Linked DNA regions of Mus musculus: region 2 is linked to region 1. A link is a contact called in public Hi-C data. All regions are on one chromosome and are shown on one strand. The core of a region is the stretch at or near the end of the contact, and the rest is flanking DNA. Distances in the headings are between cores, read along the strand shown.

Region 1 (4,196 bases), core at 807-3,306:
AACTAACTAGTTACAGCTCAGCACCTGCCAACATTTCTGTATGCTGGTGTTAGCTACAAATAAGTTCACTGAATATATTTCTCCATGACATAATATTGAAAGTTGTACAGGTTGATATCCTAAAGAAAATTCGTATCCTTCACAAAGCTCATCGGCTTCTTGGGAGGCCATTGGTTCAGCTCTTAAGAGTTTGGGGTGAATATAGGGTCAGTCATACAGTTGTTTAGAGCTTTGATGTTTATAAGAGGTATTGCAGAAACTAAAACGTTAGATGCCCATGCAGTGTAAAGTGTAGGAATGTAGAGATGCCAAGTCTTGTCCTTATCTAGCTTTAAGGATATGAGAACATAAATAATATGAATGACATATGTGGTCTGGCATAGAAGAATAGATACACATTTTTTATGTAGTATTTGTGTGCGTGCGTGTGTGTGTGTGTGTGTGTGTGTGCATGTGCGTGTGTGTGTGCGTGTGTGTGCATGTGCGTGTGTGTGTGCGTGTGTGTGTGTGTGTGCGCGTGTGTGTGCACTTGCATGCTCTATTTGTCTTATTTGGCATAAATTTCTGATTCCTGAGACATGTGCTTCGACTTCTTTTATTATCTTCGGAAAACTTTTCAGTTACTATGTCTTCAAATATTTCCCATTTCCTCCCATCTTCCTTTGGTTCCTGCTCTGCGTATGTTAGGTCATGCCATCTTTGTCATACCCTTTGAATTGTGTGCTTCTGGTTTCTGAGTTGGAATTCTTTTCTGTTTGTGTTGGGTACCTTGACGTTACTCATCACGAACTTGGCCATATTTATTTACAGACAAGCCCGGCTGTGCTTGTTTTAAATTGTTTTTTAAACGTCCAGTATGTCCTGGAGAATTTCTTCGCATTGTTCTCTCCGTGCTAGAGTTTGAGAACTTAGGTTTCAGGGAAGTGTTCCCTTAGTCTTCATTTCCTTTCCTAAATAATCAAAGAGTGGAGATTGTACAATACTGATGGGGATGTTTTGAGGATTGAAAGAGGTCGTGAGTACAGTAGGAGTCTTTGCTGAGACCTTTCCTCTCTCCCTCCTGCTCTCAGACACTCATTAAAGGGCAACTCCGCATGGTTACTTGGTTCTGTTTAGTTCCTAAGTGGTAAGATTTTGTGAGAGGAGAAAGACCGAACGTTTATCGGCAGTCTATATCAATCTCCTGTAGAATCTGACGGAAGAATAAAACTCACGTTTTAAAGTGCACCTGCAGCCCATTTTCTGGGTCTGTATGAGATGTTAATTGGAAGAAACAGATAGCATTAAATCCAGTTGTCACTTGGTTACATCTGTTAAAAAAATCATTAAAAATTTTCAACTGTTGGGCTTCTTGGCTCGCTTGAGAAATTTCATAGCTCATAATATGCCTCACTCAGTTTTCCCACACCTACAGGATGTTAACGTTATCATCCTGGTTTCCGAGTATTTGCAATGTGAAGAATTGCTAATGCCACTTACTGACTGCTAATAGGAGGATTTAGCAGTCTTACTGGAGTTGACTTTGGAGTCATGGACTTGGAATTGAAATCCTGGCTGCACAACTCTGAACAAGCAACCTTGAGCTGCTTATTTAATTTTGGAGCCCAAGTTTGTTCATCTTTGAAGCAAGGATGGTACCTGCATCAGCAAGACCAAGTGTGTATAAAGCTTTAGGTATAGGAATTCCTGCTTAATAAGAAACCAGTCGTTGGTAGCATTATAAATGGCAGCCAGAATAAAATATCCTGCCATTAGACCAATAGTTCAATATAACTAAAAGGGAAAGAGAGTTTAGTATTCTTACACCTTTTATGAAAAAAGGTCACATTGTAAACAAATTTTTAACATTGTTTAACAATTAGGAGGGTGGTTAAACTAAAAAGTGAATATTGATGTGTAATAAAAAATAACCAAGAATCCAGTGCTTTTGAGTGACCCATACTGTCATGAAGCCTGCTCTACTCTTCTGGACTGTCTCCTTTGTTATAATGTGTGGCCCAGCTGCCCTTCTATGTTTCCAGTCTCCCTGGATTCTGTCACCATTTTTTCTTTGTAACTCTCATCCTCCCTCCTTACATTCAGTAGAGCTTTGTTGTGTATTTGGCACAGCAGTGGCTCACAACAGCTCTATCTGTTGCAGAGTTGAGTCTTTGTATTTGTCTTGTCATACTGAAGATCCTCTGGCTTTATGCTGTAGATGGAAACTTAAGCAGCAACAAACTGAATGTTGAGCTGAAAATGGTTGCAGATGAAGAAACTCCATCAGTCGGGGGCTCTGACCCTCCTATGCATTGGGTTTAAGACAAACAAACAATAGTGTTTTCCAGTAGAGCTGGAAATTACGCTTTGTAAGTTACTGTGGAGTAAATATAATGAATTTTGGAGGTCTCCAGATACTGTGTCTGTGAGTAATTTTCCTGCAATGGGCACTATTCAAGACTGAAATTATTTAATACAAAGAATCATTCTTTTTTCACACAGTGAGCAGCTGTCTTCCCAAGTACAGACCACAATTCAGGCATTGGGACAACTTAAGAATAATGGTGTTACTTTGTAGTTGCTTTTCTTTCCATCCCAAAAGTTTGTACCAAAGTACAATCCTGATCTTAGATTTGTAGAGTTGGAAATAATGTAAGAGATCCAGTCTCTCTCTTTCCCTGCCATTCAAGGAGATGAAGCAATTTATCTGAAGTCAGCTAGTTAATAGCAGAGTCGGGGAGAGGAGTCCCCATCTGTTAATGCCACAGTGCTGCTCTCCTCTGGAGGAAACTGCCTACTCATTCCTGGGTCCCACCCCTAGTTAGTGTCCTCGGTGAGGGTTTTTTCCATGACTAGTTAGTGTTCTTTTGTTTTCTTGTGTGGGTGTCTGGGAACACGCTAACAGTATTTTTGTTGTAACAGTTGAACAGTGTAAGGCATAAGGAGACGTTTGTCTTTAGTGCTTTAGGAGTCAGAAAGAAATGGTTGTAGCTCAAGTTCTCTGCCTTCATTGTTGCTAGGCAGTTATTTAGTTGTGTATGACATATAATGTGTGTGGTGTTTGTGTGCATGTGAAGGTCAGAGATTAACATCTGATGCCTTCCTCAGTCACTCTTGACAGCACACACACACACACACACACACACACACACACGTACACGCGTGCACACACACACATCATTCTTTCTTCTATGTGCATGCCCTACATATAGTATGCATGTAGCGGTCAGAGAAGAACTTGAGTTGAGGGAGTCAGTTCTCTCCTCTCCTGTGGATCCTGGGGGTTGACTTGAGTTCAGCACATGTTGTGGTAGGAACCTTTGTCCATGGGGCCCTCCATCTTATTTTTGGAGACACAGTCACATACTGAATCTGAAACTCCCTAATCCAACACGACTTGCTGCTGACAAGTGCCACAGATCCTCTTGCCTTGGTCTGTCCCCAACTAGGATTGCAGGTGCATCCCTGCATACCTGATGTTTTTACCCATGTGCAGACAATCAACTCAGATCCTTCACCAAACGATCTTTCTTTCCATCTCAGAGGTGGCTATTTTTAAAAAGATTTATTTATTTTATGTATAGGCATAGCTGCATGTATACACGTGTACCATGTGCCCATGGAAGTCAGAAGGTGTTGACTCCTTTGGAACTGGAATTACGATAGTTGTGAGCAACCACATGGGTGCTGGGAATTGAACTCAGGTCCTTGTAGGCAGCTATTTTAATGGGAGCTTCCTAACCTTGAACTTTGGATTCCTAAGAAAATCATATAAATACATGTGTATATTTTAAGACAAGAATCTGGAGCTTTCATCAAAGGATATGTAGTTTAACACGGTTGTTTAGAAGGAGAACTAAGCCTGATTATAACTAAGTACTGTCATACCACAGGATGTCACCCCTGTCTCCATTGCCTTCTGCTCGGGCCCTTCCCACTGACAGCTCTTCCTGAATTGCTCGTATGGAACCAATAAAGGCTTCAATCTACTTCTTGCAGGGAGGTTTCCCCTGACTTTTCTTTTTTTTTTGAGATTACAACCTTTCCCCTTTTCCCTTTTGTCTCTACGAACCCTCCCGTACACCCATCCCTGACATCCTTCAATTTCAAGGCCTCTTTTCCAGTAGTTGTTATTGCATGCATATATGATGAATATCCAAATATTTCTAAATATACCCTACTTAGTTCACATACCGTCACTTGCATCTAGGTTTTCA
Region 2 (3,848 bases), core at 331-2,830, 76 kb after region 1:
TGCCACGGTGCCTTCCACAGTCTTCCAGCAGGGTAACTGTAACTCAAGTTCAAAGGAGGGTTTATTTTTACTTTACTGAGGCACTGTGTAGAATGTTTCAAAAGGAGTTTTTGTAGAAGACAGGGGGAAAAAAGTGGAACACTGCAGTTAGGTTTGTTAATCTTTTGTTCCTGCTATGGTCTAGCCTCATAGAACAGGTGGGCAGATGACCATGTAAGGAAGCAAGGATGAATGAATGAATGAATGAATGAATGAATGAATGAATATTATCAGAAAAGCAGTGCTCTCGTTTTTTTTTTTTTAAATACTGTATCTTGGCTTTTGAAATAAACATATCCAGGTAGTAAATTATGGCCATTTTTATGATGAGGATCTCTATCGGAGTTGTGCTGGATTGCTGGAGTCTTCTGGCTTCCTACAGACCCCATGACTCTGGCCTGTCGTTTCTCAGGTGCAGCTTTTTCCTCGGCTTTGGAACGCTCAGCATTTTGTACCAAGAAAGCAATGGTTAGCAGTGTAGCCTGGGTCCATTGATTCACACATTTCAGACATCCAGGAAAGTTTAAATTCTGCGTAACTTTTGGAAGGCAGAGAGGAAGTTCATGGATGTCAAAACATTCGTGTTTTGTCTCCATGAGGCCCCGTTAAGAGGACTGGAAAGTGACCCGTTTACCACAGCAATTTCCTCCCTCCCGTCCACCCGGTTCTGGCTCGTATGTTCCGTTTCCAGGCTTACTTTACACCACGTGAAAGCCATGGGCTTTATTGAAGACTTTTCACAAGATGTGTTGTAAACATACATGGTTAGTGCCTTTCAAAATTACATTTCTGGTGATTGGTGCCCCCCCCTTCTTTTCTAGAATGCATACACAGCCACAGCTATCAATAGCACCAACTTCTGCACCTCAGCAAAGGATGCCTTCGTCATTCTAGTGGAGAACGCTCTGCGAGTGGCTGCCATCAACACAGTGGGGGACTTCATGCTGTTCCTAGGCAAGGTAAGGCCACCTGTACTGTCACGCTGAATAAAGGTACAAAATTTTGTTCTTTAATTTAAAAAACACAATGTAACCTAGCACAAAACTAGAAGCCATTTACTATGTAGCAAACATTCATGATACCTTAATAGGCATTAACTACTTCTTAATTTACTTTACAGGTATTATATTCATTTAATCTTTAATAATTTTTTTTGAGTTAAGCACTGTTATTCTGAGTTAACAGGCATGCAGGTTTTTTGTTTTTAAAGAAGAGATCAGGAGTGATATAGCTCACTAAAACACTTGCTAGCATGTGCAGAAACATGATTTCAATCCCTAGAACCACACATACAAAGAAAAAAAGAATTATGGAAACAGTCTATGCAATGATGAGGGTTGTCTGAACACCTGGTTCCTGTCAACTTGGCACAAACCTCGACACGTCTGTGAAGAGGGAGTCTTCATTGAGAAAATGCCTCTGTAATTCTGGACTCTAGGCAAGTCTGCGGAGGCATTTTCCTGATAGTGATGGATGTGGGAGGGCCCAGCCCCTGGGCAGGTGTCCTGTGTTGTGTAAGAAAGCAGACTAACAAAGCATGAGGGGCAAGCCAGCAAGCAGCACTCTCCACACCTTCAGTGCCTGCTTCCAGGCTCTGCCTGGAGCTCCTACCCGGACTTTCAGAGATGGCATGTTATATTACATGGAAGTGTAAGATGAGACGAACCCTTTCCTGTCCATGTTGCTTCTGGTGTTAGCAGCAGGAAAGTAACTGGGCAGGGATGGTATTGATCCTGGAGGCTGGGGTCTAAGGTTCTGGTTAAATTCATGCTGCTGATTGTGTGGCTATTTGTACACTTGGGATAATAATGGGGACACATTTTTAGTGTTGTAAGTCTTAGACTGGTTAATCACCCAGGGTATCTAGGACGGTGCTTGACACATTGTTGATTTTTTTTTTTTTTTTTTTTTTTGGTGAATGTTAGCAGTTATGGTAGAATGTTAGATGTTATTATATAAAAATCCTTTTAAAATAGAGCTGTTAGGGAACAAGACCTACTTTCCTTAGAGCTGAGAAAAGAGTTTATTCCATGCTATCAAAACCTTCTGAATTATAAATAGCATTATACTTAGATTCATTGCTCCTGCATTTAAAACCAGAGGCTATTTAGGCAGTTTGAAAAATGAAAGAATTAAACATGTTGCAGCACCATTGGAATGCCACTCCTCAGGCCTGTGTGCCTCCAGTGAAGTCTCAGCTGCGTGCCTCTGTGGGGGACGGCATACATACTTGGTGATCGCACTCTTTCTGTACACGCTCTTATACACCTTCTCTGTGTTGCGTTGATGATCTTCACAATTACTCACAAACAGTAGGGTCCGTACCCCATTAGACACAGTTATTATACACTGGGGTGGGGCAGCAACTGTGCCTGTAAAATGTCTTTGAAAAGAACAGAAACTTGTTTTGTCTAGTGGAAGCACAGCTTTGTGTGTTTTGAAGTGTGTAACTTCCTAGGGAACTGTCATCTGAAAACAATTAAGGGTAGTTACTTTGAATATCTGTAAATAAGTTTACATTATAACAGATTTGCTTGTGTTATGTTTTTATAGGAGAGGACATTTCTATAGTGAAGGTGAAGGCGTCAGTGTCTAAGAGTCAAGAGCAGGGTTGGCTGGTGGTACTGAGTGTGTGGATGATACATGCTGACTCAGAAAGGGCTGGAGACTCTGTTTTGTTTATACTGTTTACAACTTCATAACTCTTCCCTAGAGCTAAAATAGAATGAGCACAGAGAGAGAGAGAGAGAGAGAGAGAGAGAGAGAGCAAGCATGTGTGTGTTCACTCGAGCACACGTGTGTGTGTGTGTGTGTGTGTGTGAGAGAGAGAGAGAGAGAGAGAGAGAGAGAGAGAGGTGTCACATCCTCTGGCAGGTGACCTATTAGTGTTTTATATTCCATAGCAGAGGAAACTAAAGTGTAGAGAGGTAATCTACTAGACACATTTTGAGAACTGGAATGTGGCAAGGCTGGAGTTGATATCCATGCCTGTCCGATCTAACCATAATAGTTATCTCAACTAACATTAAATTTGTCCTTGGACTTTTACAGAAAAGCCTTTTTATTTAATAATCGTGTTAATGTCAGAACTACCCCTGAAAACAGTTCTGAATACAACTGAATGTAGCTTTATTTGTAATAGGGACCTTTTGTAAACAGTGTAATGCCGAGAACTAGAGAAATGGCTGGATTTAAAAGCCGGCCTGGTAAACCCTGTTCTCTTGTGAGTTTAGAATATGACAAAGAAATGTATATAATTCAGACAGTGAAAAGGCCGAGTAAAAATACTGGAGACAGACATGTCCTGAGCATGCACGAGGCCCTAGGCATGATCTCCAGTACTCCCAAACAGGGACTAATACGTCTTCTTCATCTCCTTCCCCCGAGACAAAGTTTCTTTGTATAACTTACTGCCCTGGCTGTCCTAGAACTCACTTTGTAGGGCTGGCCTCAAACTCAGAGAGATCCAACTGCCTCTGTCTCCCAAGTGGTGGGATTAAGGTGTGTACCACCATGCCCGGCTTGAGAACTAAGAATTGAACTAAAATGTGCATTATAAGAATGAAAGCTAGTATCTCAGATGTTAACAGTGGATAACCCTACACATCTCTTAATGAGTTCCCTAGCTAGACAGTGTTCCCTCTATTCAGTATGTCCCTCTATAAGGAACAATGTATAACATCAAAAATGTGGCTTTTAAATTGGCTTGTGGGTTTTGTTTTTAACATGCTAATGTAAAAATAATGTAATCTGACTGAAAGCTTTTCTTTAGACTTATCATATCTTTCTGTTCACTCCACAAATATGGA

The links. A called contact is a pair of places that touch in the nucleus more often than the background predicts.
Region 2: a contact with region 1 is called in a Hi-C map of cerebral cortex, with 2.5 times the contacts expected there. The contact joins two enhancer-like sites. A contact is called at or near these places in 4 of 39 promoter capture datasets (cranial neural crest, liver, second pharyngeal arch cranial neural crest and 1 more), 5 of 484 Hi-C or Micro-C datasets (the 63-12 cell line, the C10 cell line, cerebral cortex and 2 more) and 1 of 115 datasets of contacts at active chromatin or transcription factors (embryonic stem cells).

Annotation. Positions count from the first base shown.
Region 1 is chr4:53,476,050-53,480,245 of GRCm38.p6, forward strand. All of the region lies in intron 1 of Slc44a1 (solute carrier family 44, member 1), which reads left to right. Among named protein-coding and RNA genes, the nearest start is that of Slc44a1, 38 kb to the left of the region's middle. Within about 2 kb of position 2,057, at least 28 of the 459 cell types and tissues checked have an H3K27ac peak or open chromatin away from gene starts, as enhancers often do. A contact at or near this core is called in cerebral cortex, where this site is marked.
Region 2 is chr4:53,552,626-53,556,473 of GRCm38.p6, forward strand. It overlaps Slc44a1 (solute carrier family 44, member 1), which reads left to right. Exons shown (of 16, transcript NM_001374697.1): 13 at 861-998. Among named protein-coding and RNA genes, the nearest start is that of Fsd1l, 77 kb to the right of the region's middle. Within about 2 kb of position 1,581, at least 12 of the 459 cell types and tissues checked have an H3K27ac peak or open chromatin away from gene starts, as enhancers often do. A contact at or near this core is called in cerebral cortex, where this site is marked.